Regions from separate parts of the Mus musculus genome. Here region 2 is linked to region 1. A link is a contact called in public promoter capture Hi-C data. All regions are on one chromosome and are shown on one strand. The core of a region is the stretch at or near the end of the contact, and the rest is flanking DNA. Distances in the headings are between cores, read along the strand shown.

What was found. Promoter capture Hi-C pulls out the DNA fragments that hold promoters and counts their contacts.
Region 2: a promoter capture Hi-C map of hippocampal neurons shows a contact between it and region 1, with 3 times the contacts expected there. The contact joins the enhancer-like site here to the promoter of Cnn3 in region 1. A contact is called at or near these places in 3 of 39 promoter capture datasets (the 3T3-L1 cell line, hippocampal neurons and second pharyngeal arch cranial neural crest), 1 of 484 Hi-C or Micro-C datasets (granulosa cells) and 3 of 115 datasets of contacts at active chromatin or transcription factors (embryonic hindbrain, embryonic limb bud and large pre-B cells).

The regions. Positions count from the first base shown.
Region 1 is chr3:121,423,766-121,428,862 of GRCm38.p6, forward strand. Cnn3 (calponin 3, acidic) reads left to right here and starts at 2,776. Exons shown (of 7, transcript NM_028044.2): 1 at 2,776-3,063. The coding sequence starts at 3,007.
Region 2 is chr3:121,760,117-121,765,213 of GRCm38.p6, forward strand. Abcd3 (ATP-binding cassette, sub-family D (ALD), member 3) reads right to left here. Exons shown (of 23, transcript NM_008991.3): 21 at 4,885-4,989; 22 at 1,299-1,355; 23 at 1-193. The coding sequence ends at 116. Among named protein-coding and RNA genes, the nearest start is that of F3, 39 kb to the left of the region's middle. Within about 2 kb of position 2,160, at least 19 of the 459 cell types and tissues checked have an H3K27ac peak or open chromatin away from gene starts, as enhancers often do. A contact at or near this core is called in embryonic limb bud, where this site is marked.

The DNA.
Region 1 (5,097 bases), core at 1,526-4,025:
AATGGCGCCAAACTGTAATCAACTAAAAGATTCATCAGCCAGGAGGCACATCATCAGCACACAGGGTGGCTCTCTGTGCTGAACTACTACTAAATAATAAAAAGGGATGCGCTGAGGATATAGCATACAAAGTGAGTGGATGTAACGATTTGAAATTCTGTTTTTTTAAAAATTATTCTCAGAGTGTCTACAGCATGCCTACGGAGTCAAAAGGACAGGAGTTTGTTCTCTCCTTCCAGCTTTAGTGGGTTCCAGGGATTGAACTCTGGCTGTAAGGCTTGGTTGGCAAGAGCTTTACCCACTGAGCCATCCTGCCCATCCTCAAGATAATTTTGCTAAGTTAAAGAAGGCTGAAGGGTGATGGCTATATCCATTCTCTGGTTGTGATGTGTTTTATGGAGAGGGTGTGTGTGTGTCTCAAAATGTACTTTATCTGTTGTTGTTCAACAGTCTTGCCTCAATTAACAATTACTCTCAATTTTTATTTTTATTTTTTCAAATTTCACTTATTTGCTTTCAAGTGGAGGTCAGGAGATGACTTGATGGAATTGGCTCTCTTCTTCCTCCATGTGGGCTCTGGAAACTCAAGTCGTCAGGCTATGCATCCGGCACCTTTACCACAGATATTTCTTGGCCCACTTAACCCAATTCTAAAAGTCTTTACACCCCTCCCCTCTCTTTCCTTCTTTAGGACCAGCACTGGCTGGTCTTGAACTCACAGTGATCCACACACCTCTACCTCGAGGGCCCTAGGACTGAAGGAGAGCTCCCTCATACCCGCCTCCACATTCACTCTTGAACACAGCACTACTCACTCCCAGCAGCGAGTTAAATTTCCATCGTTGTGACTGCTGCCACTATCAACTGGCAGTATCATTTCACATTACGAACCTTTGAAACTCGGTAGTCCTTAAAGACAACCCTGTTAAGTACTAGAAACCACGCCTTTGATGACAGAACTGAATAACGCCCCCATGCATTCTACCAAGTACGATTTAGGCTAGCCAAGTGACACTGACCACCATTCCTTACCCACTGTGGCCAAACAGAAGCCCTGAGGTTTGGGATTCTAAAGGAGAGCTGGGGGTGGGGGGGTGAGGGTTGTAATTTCGACTTCATATCTGGCTCAAGTATTGGTTCTAAAAAGTGGGTTTGGTCTTGTGGATGACAGAGAGCCACTATCACAGGACTGGAAAAACAGCCCCAACTGCTTGTATCATCATACTGGGTCAGCTGCATCATCTTTCTGCGGAAAGAATGCCCTAATTATTCTGAGTACCTTCAGAAGCAATCAGTAAATCATTGGAAGTTACTTCACGTTTCTGCCCATTTGACTCGTTACTGCTCTATCACATTGCACCTTATAGCGTTGATGAAAAATTCTTTCAGCTGACAGAAATTCTGTGCCTTTTTCTTTTCTCTGTAGCTTAGGCAGACCTCTGGTTCTATCCCAACACAGCAATCCTCTTTGTGCTGGGATAGAGTGCTTGAGACACTATGCCACACTCCCTTATTTCTATCCCAGAAAGGTTCAACTTGGGCTATTTGGGCTTCTCTTTTCCATGCAAGTGGCTGACCCTGGTCCTGTAGTCTCTTCTGGAATGTCAGCTGTATTTGGGAAACATAAACCAACATACTGACACCCAGAGGACTAAAACCTGTCCTAGATGTGCCCCAAGACACCAAGGCAAGCGGTGACACTCTGGAGGCAGTGATAGCTGTCATTATTAGGAATCTCTGAGTTGCAGCCTTCAAGCCACTAAAACGGATCTGAAGTCTACCGAGTAAGTTTTGGGAAAGTGAATGAGCTAATCTTTCAAAGACATATAGCCCAGTGTAGTGCCAGGAACACAGGCAGGGGACAGCGTGCTCTCTGTTCTCACCTTTCCTCTATCAGTTTGCCTTTGAGATCAGAAGAAAGGAAAGGGGACGGAAAAGAATACAGAGTGCTGATTCAAAGAGATTAAAAAACAAACCAAAGCAGGTAGACTTCTCAGTCAAGGCAGTCCTCTAATTAAAAACAAATAAACTACCTAGCCTTTTGGGCTGGCTGAACCCCCGGTGAAGGTGCTTGCCAAGGGCAACTGGTGGGACTCCAGAAAAGGACCCAAAAAGCTGTACCCCCTCCCCCCAAAACCTGGCTGTGCCACAACACTTTCCCAATTTCTTTCGCTCTGCATTCAAAGTTTAGACAGGATGAGCAGGACTTTGGCAAAGAGCGTTGACCGAGGCAGAGGTCAGCCCCACAGGTGCGGCAGCTGCGTGGGGAGGGAGACTTGGCAGATGTCCACGCAGGCCTCCCCCCCCCGCCCCCGGCCTGGCACGTGGATTCGAAGGCTGCTCCCCGGGTTTCCAGCGCAACATCTGGGCGCGCTGTAGCCCGGGAGGAGACGGATGGAGTGGCCGGTCAGCGGCGGGCCAGCTCGGGGAGCTTCCTGTCCCCCTCCACCGTCGGAGCGCCACAGATGCCTGGGAGTTGATGAGAACCAAGGCGGCTGAGAAGCCCCTAGGCGCCGGGGCGGGGCGGTCGCAGCCCGCTGACCAGCGGGGAGGAGGGGCGCCGAGGTCCTAGGTGGCGTGAGGGCGGGGCCGGGGGCTGGGACCCCGCGGGAGGGAGCGCCGCGCCCGCCGCGCTGCCATTGGCCGGGAAGCCTTGGAGCAGGCGAGGGGGGAGGAGGCGGCGCTCATTGGTCGGGCTCGCCGGCCAATCCCTGGAGGCCCGGGGGTGGGTGGGGGGAGACCAGGCTGGGGGCAGAGCGTGCGGAGCCGCGGAGCGGGCAGCGAGCAGGGCAGCCGGTCCCAGTCCAGAGCGACCCGGAGCCTCCGCGGGACTCGAGTCCTAGCGAACCTCGAAGCATCATCCGCGTCCGTCTGCGGCGTTCGGGCTTCTCCGGCGCCGCGCAGGGGAGCGAGCTCGTGCATCACCCGCGCGGCCGCCGCTGGGGCTAAGAGCAGGGACACCGAGGGTGACTGACCGCTAGAACTCTTCCAGTCGTCCAAACAGCCATGACCCACTTCAACAAGGGCCCTTCCTACGGGCTCTCCGCCGAAGTTAAGAACAAGGTACGCGCGCGGGCGGGCTGGGGGTTTGCCGCGGCGGTGGGGGCGCTGGGAGCCGCCGCGGAGAGACGTCGAGGCTGCGGGAGAGAGAGATGCTCCTCGGCTCGCGGAGCCTGGCTCGCACGCGTTGGTGCTGGCTTTGTTCCCGCGCCGCGGCCCCGGCGGGCGGTGGGGGTTCCCGGACGCCTGGAGTCCCGCAGCGCCGCAGGGCCCGCTCCAAGGCTGTAGGGTGCGCCCCTCCGGGAAGGGGGCGCTCCTGAGTGGCCTGTGGCCCTTAGGCGGGGCCCTGCCTTACGGCTGGGTCTCCGGGAGTTGCCGCCCCCGCCATCCGCCTGGGCTGGGGCTGCCGCGGGACCCTGCGTCTCCTCCCATTCCATCCTGGCCCCCTCCTCCCACAAGCGAAGTTGGGCGGTTACGTGGCCAACCCGGGCCCCTCATTGTTCCTTTCCTCCTCCTCCTCCATGGGAGAGTGTCCCGCCGACCCCTGGGACCCGCGGGCGGAAAGGGAGCCCGTCGGTGGTGCCTTGATGCAATCGCCGCTGGTGCGGGAAGCCCAGACAAAGCCTGAACGCGCAGCCTGCGAGCCGGATCAGCTGTAGATGAGAGACTTAGAAATGCAATCCTGAGAAGTTTGCAGCGCGTTGAATTGTCACGATATCTCGGCAGGGTCGCTTTTGTTCGAGGTTTATTTGCTGTGGCGGGTTGCAATTTTGGAGTGATTGGAATCTGGCTGCGTTGCTTTGCTGTGTACTCATCTCAAGAATGCACCAGGGTTTATCTTTCAGACTTTTGGCCTGGAAAAGAGATGAGAGGCGCCCCCCTCCCCAAATCCTCTCTTTCCTTCCTCCCTGCCTGCATTCCAAGTCCATGACATCAGGGGTTTCGGGGAGTGGGGGTGACCAGCCAATCGGCGTGGAACTGCGCACAGACCGCTCATTGTCTCCCTTTTGCTGTTCCGGCCAAAGCGCCACAAAGGAGGGCTGCTGTGGTTTAATTCCCATTAACTTCCCGGGAGCCGAAGCATGTCAGGATTGTCACCAAGCTGTCCCACCTCCGGTAGAATAGTTTGGCATCATCAGGGCTACGAACACCCCTGGAGTTGCGGGTGGCTGGGGTGTGAAGGGAATTTCATAGAAGTAATGAAGCGTACCGTTGTTAGACCCAAGCGAGAGTGGTTTATTCTTTCCTGATGTATCTAGCGCACCCCTTTGTAGTTCATCTAGAAGATTCTAAACAGTCTTTGAAGCTAGGGACTAAATTTTATTCTGTGTTCAAAAATTGTAATCTTTGGGGGTTTTTAACCTTTTCAAATGTTTTGTCTGTATAAAAGTTTTCCTAAAGAGGCAGAAAAGTTAGTTTGGACGACAGCACTCACCAACTGAAAACTTTCTTGCAAAATAGCGGTCCTTCGAAGTTTATAGCTCCAGCTTTAGGAAGTTAAGGGCGTTGGCGTGTGAGAACTGGGTGGTTTGTGCCCGGTGCCGCTGGGCGCATGATTTGCAATTCCCTCTGGGATTCTGGCGCCCACTGAGTCTCTTTACCTTTGCATTGTAAATGAGGGACTGGTGACTTTGGCAGCCCTACAAGTGACTTGACTTTTCCTGGTTCTTGGTATCCAAGCTGGCTTTCTTTTTGCTGACTGGAGTCATTGCTTCTCCCCCTTGTAGTTCATATTGAGCCAACAACTCCAGGAAATGCAGAGACTCAGGCTGGATGGATCACTGTAACTGTAAGAGTTGGAAACAGTAACTCCTCAGGGTTTTTTGGTTTTTTTTCTTGTTGTTTTCGAGACAGGGTTTCTCTGTCTAGCCCTGGCTGTCCTGGAACTCACTTTGTAGACCAGGCTGGCCTCGAACTCAGAAATCCACCTGCCTCTGCCTCCCTAGTGCTGGGATTCAAGGTGTGAGCTACCACGCCCGGCAACTCCTCAGTTTTTTTAAGACACTTTGGAATGTTGTTAAGGCTGGAGGGATTAAACGCCAAGCCCATTTAAAAGAACGAAATAAAACGAAACATCCCCATTCATTTATGTAGGGG
Region 2 (5,097 bases), core at 910-3,409, 340 kb after region 1:
TTTGTTTTTTTTAAAAAAAAACAAGCTTAACTTTATTTTACAATGCATCTTGCATTTACAAATGCATTCTGTTCATTATCTTGTTTTGAAGCAAATGAAGTTCTTGAGATGGTCTCTATGATCCGAACTCAACTGTATCTTCTGTGATCTTTTTGAATTCATAATTGCCTCTCCCATCCATATGCAGGTAGTACTAGGGGAGAAAAAGGAAAGTCAGAGACTAAGAACAGGTATGTTTCCCCATTTCGGAGAACTAAAACAGACTTTTGCACGTTTCTAGTCAATGCACAGGCATCCCACAAAAGAAGATGCTTTCACAGCTCTGAATTGCAGCTCAGAGCTACTAGGATGACCGGTGCCAGAGCCTGGGTGGCTCACCAGTGCAGCACTGACTGCTTCATGGTCAGCTACCACTCTCCACTTGAAAGACTCTTGTTTAGGTTCAGCAGAGACGTGAAGGAGTTATACGTGTGCCCCCAAAGACACAGAACAAAGCCTTCTGTTTCTAGTTAGTGAGTGTCTATATATAAAGATATGTTTTCTGTTTATTTTCTGTTTGCTATTTTTTAGCTGCTTCGTGTTCCTTTCCCTTACACGGTGGCTGTTCTTACACACATGAGGCCTAGGGCTGGATCCAGCACAGGGAAGGAGGAGGGGAGGAAAAGGGGGAGGGTAGGAGAGGGGAGGGAGGGAATAGCAAAGTTTGAAAAGGAAAGATAAGAGAATCAGAGAGAAGAAAAGAGCTCTATTCTCGACATTCCCCCACTAACCTTGAGGACACTACCCAGAATCTATAGCACTTCCTGTACTACTTCGAACTTCAGCACGGTGTCTGGTAAGTGGCTGGGACTATCTAACAGATCCTATTTTATTATACTACAAACATGGCTGGCATTATGCTATCTTTCCCTTATAGTCCTGACCGCTACTGAAAATGCTAACAAAATTTTGCCATCTAATTGTTAAGACTTTCTGCTCTTCTGTCAAACCTGAATGGTAACGACACAGCTCATTTACCCATCGCTATTACACAGCAGTCACTTATGACACTAGAGACCTAACTGCTCTCTAATCTCAGTAGAGCTAGAGATTGTTATATACATTCTCGCTTCCAAAACTGACAACAATAATACCAAATCAAGTCCCACTGTATACTGTAAAGCTCAAACCACCCTTTTCCATAAAATGTATGCCCACATGGTGACGTGACCATGAAATCTAAAATCAGTCAACAAAATTCACATATTTACATAAGATTCATAAAATTCATCACTCCGTACAAGGGAAGAAATACAAACCTCGTGGTGCTTCCAAAGGGACTTTCTGTGTGAAACGGTAAAGAGGGTGATGCCAACCTAATTCAAAGATTCAAAGAGAGGGTTATGTCACATCGGGATGGCAAGCCGCAAACACATGCTTCTAAGTTCTTAGATACCACGTTCAGTGGCTACAGTGAAGAATTAACGATAAAACATACCCTACATTTGATTTATTATGAAATGGTAAGATACGGACAGCAAAAGATTAAAGTCAGGAAGTCACTGCTTCCAGATGTGCAGTTCCCTACTGTAGTCTCATCTTGGAATTATGTCTTGGGGTTCAGAGTTGGGAGTAATTATTCCATTGCTTCTAGAAGGTTCTAAGCAGAATTCTGCATGTGTCTTCAGTAATGTATACAAATACTGACGCAAATGAGACAAAAAGTTGTAAAAAAAAATCTTCAAAGTTTGGATTAGGTTTTGCTACCCAATAAGCTTACTATAAAACATAATAAAAATATTTCAGTCTTGGTCCAGAATTTCTAACACAGTTCAGATTTTTAGATTTTTGAAGAAACATCACTGTAGTTGTTCTGGATCAGTGGTTCTCAACTGAATGGCAAGCTTTTACATATATATATATATATATATATATATATATATATTATATGTATAATATAATATATATTTACACATATATATATTATATGTAATATATTATATGTATATATACATCTATATATACATCTATAAAATATATATAATATCTGGTGGGCATTCTGGTAATGACTGAAGACTTTTTTTTTTTTTTTTTTTTGGTATGCTGAGAACAATACTGCCATCTAACGGACAGCACTAAAAGTGCTGCTAAACACAGTCCTAAGGCCCAGGAGAGTCCTAGCCACTGCCTAGGAGTTACCCAGCCAACACAGATGACTGGGAGGACACTGCCTTAGATCCTCAACACACACCTCTCACCTTTGGGAGAATCAGCAAACCTTCACCATGATTTTTTAGTTTCATTGTATTATTTATTTTTTTCTCAGCACTTTTTTTATTGGCTATTTTATTTACGTTTCAAATGTTATCCCCTTTCCAGGTCTCCCCTCTGGGAACCCCTATCCCTCCCCCTCCCCCTTTCATTTTATTTTTTAAAAGGATTTATTTATTTTTATTTTATGTGTGTGACTGCTTAGCCTGCATGTAGCCTCCAGTGCCCTTGGCGGCTAGAAGAGGGTGTGAGATCCTTTGGAACTGGAATTAAAGGCAGTTGTGAAACACCATGTGGATTCTGTGAACTGAACCCAGGTCCTCTTGTAGAACTGTAAGGGCTTTGAACCAATGAGTCATCTCTCTAGACCCTAATCTTATTTTCATTTTGATAATACTCTTAAAAGATTAGCCTAAGTAAATTCTGAAAATTTCTGTCACGAAATTTTATGACTAAATTATTCTGCTGGCACCAAGTAGTACCACTTAAACTGTGCCACAAGTTTGGCTGCCAATGTGCAAATTAGGAGCTGCATAAGAAGATATGCACATTATCAGCTTTCATATTTCAACTGTATCAAAAGCCTACTGAGACTTTTTTTTTTCTATTCCTGATGTTTTAATTGGATTAGGGTAGGCATAGTGTGTATTAGAATTACTTAGGCCAAAATACAAAAGTAAAATCTAAATGGTAAGATCCAAACACCGGATGCTCGTGGCTTGGATTCGGCAAAGCAGCCACCGTTCTCTTTAATGTCATTGAGCTCAAGTGCTGCTTTATGTCATTTGTAAATTTACAGTTTGGTAGTTAGAAAAAGGTCTTGGGCTTGCAAGAAGCCCTAGTGGGCAAGACACTTGCCACCACGGCTGACAATCTGAATCAATTCCTGGACTGACGTGGTGGAGAACTGCCTCCTACAGCTGTCCCCTGACCTACATGAGCGCCATGCATGCAACAGGTTCCAAAGCAACAGTTTTTAAAGGTTCTAAACTTAAGGGCCCAGCCCTCTTCCTCATAGCCAGTACAATGTTAAATGACCATCAAAGGCTCAGGTAAGTTCTCTTCCCTCAAGTGGAATGTATCTTACAGAGCCACACATCTTAAAATCAAAAAAGGCAACAACATAGAATTGTCAGGGAGAAGCCTTCAAGCCAAATCCAGTCTATATGACCTTATGCATGGAAACACTGCAGACATCTCTAAGCCTAGAAAACTGGAAACCACATACAAATTACTAAAGAGGACTCAAGAAGAGAAACAAGCCATTAAAGAAATACAATCCCAGTTCAATCAACAATCTTCCAGTGGAGAAGACCCTTGCGGACCCTCTCGACAGCACACCACACGTCATCCTTTCACACACCTGAGTTACGTGACAGTTTGTTAATACGCTGCTTTACTTTGCAAAGTTCAAGATTCCACACTTCTAACAACTTCCAGGTACTGCTACGGCTGCTGATCCACAGCATCCTCCAAGTGGCAGGGAGTGTATGTGTGTGTGTGCATGTGGATGTGTGTGCGTGCATGTGCGTGCATGTGTGTGTGTGCATGCGCACGCATGTATGCACATGCAAGAGTGTGCATATATACATGGCTTATTGTAAACTCCCCAAATATAAACTGTTAAAATACTCCTGAAACTCATTTAGTCACACAGAGTAACAGAATATACTACTATTTTTCAAATCTACCAAGAGTTCATCAGGACTAGTGAACAAGTATGTAAATAATGGCAGCACAGCTTACCTCCTGTTTATCAACTAAAAGAAACTTGTTTTAGATAATACTATCCAAATAAAATAAACCAAATAAATTAAAAACTAACAAACGAAGGGTGGAGAGATGCCTCAGGGTAGAGCACCTGCCGTCCCCGCATGAGCACTGGGTTTTGGCGGTGGGCATGGTGGGCGGCCTGTAAACCCAGATCAACCTGTGTTCTCCACACACCCCCTATGCATGCACACACATACAAGCACAGCAGGTACATATGCCACAAACACATATGTACACATAAAATAAGAATGTGAAAAGATTTAAGTTAGCATATGGTAACTGTTGGTTTTTCTTAATTTAAAAAATGATATATAGGTAACGTTAATGGGACAAAAGAAATACCAGCGTTTTTGTTGTTGTTGTTGTTGTTGTTTTGGTTAACTGAGTAAGTAATAATGTAAAAGAGATTTAAACACTATATCACAACTAAGAAATTGCTAAGATTTAGAATGCATGGATAATTTCTTATAATCTGTTTGTATCTATAAAGTTGTATTTTTAAATTTTCTTTAAAGATTAATTTATATAAATGAGTTTACTATAGCTGTCAGACACACCAGAAGAAGGCATCAGATCCCATTACAGATGGTTGTAAGCCACCATGTGGTTGCTGGGAATTGAACTCAGGCCCTCTGGACGTGCACTCAGTGCTCTTCACTCTCCAGCCCTTATAAAGCTGTATTTAGAATACACTGATAGCTCCATGCACTCTGTGTATATATTAGTTACCAGTTTAGAGACAATGCTAGGTATTACTTCTCAGTAGCATTCTCGTTGCTTGGAATTCCCTCTGGGCCAAGCCTGCAGTGGGTGTGTGTGGCACACAGACGCTCCAGCACAGCCCCTGTGTGTGACGCTTACCTTTCGACAGTGGCTGTAAATGTAGTCCTCCACATCCACACTGACCGCACTTGTGCATTCATCCAAAATGGCAAACTGGGGTTTATGATAAAACAGTCTTGCCATCTAAAGTATAAAAGGAAATAATCTGTATAAATAGAGATTGGCCTAAAGGTGAAGCTAATAAAAAAAAGATAAACTTACTTCAGTAAATATGCTTTTTGAGTCTTCGAG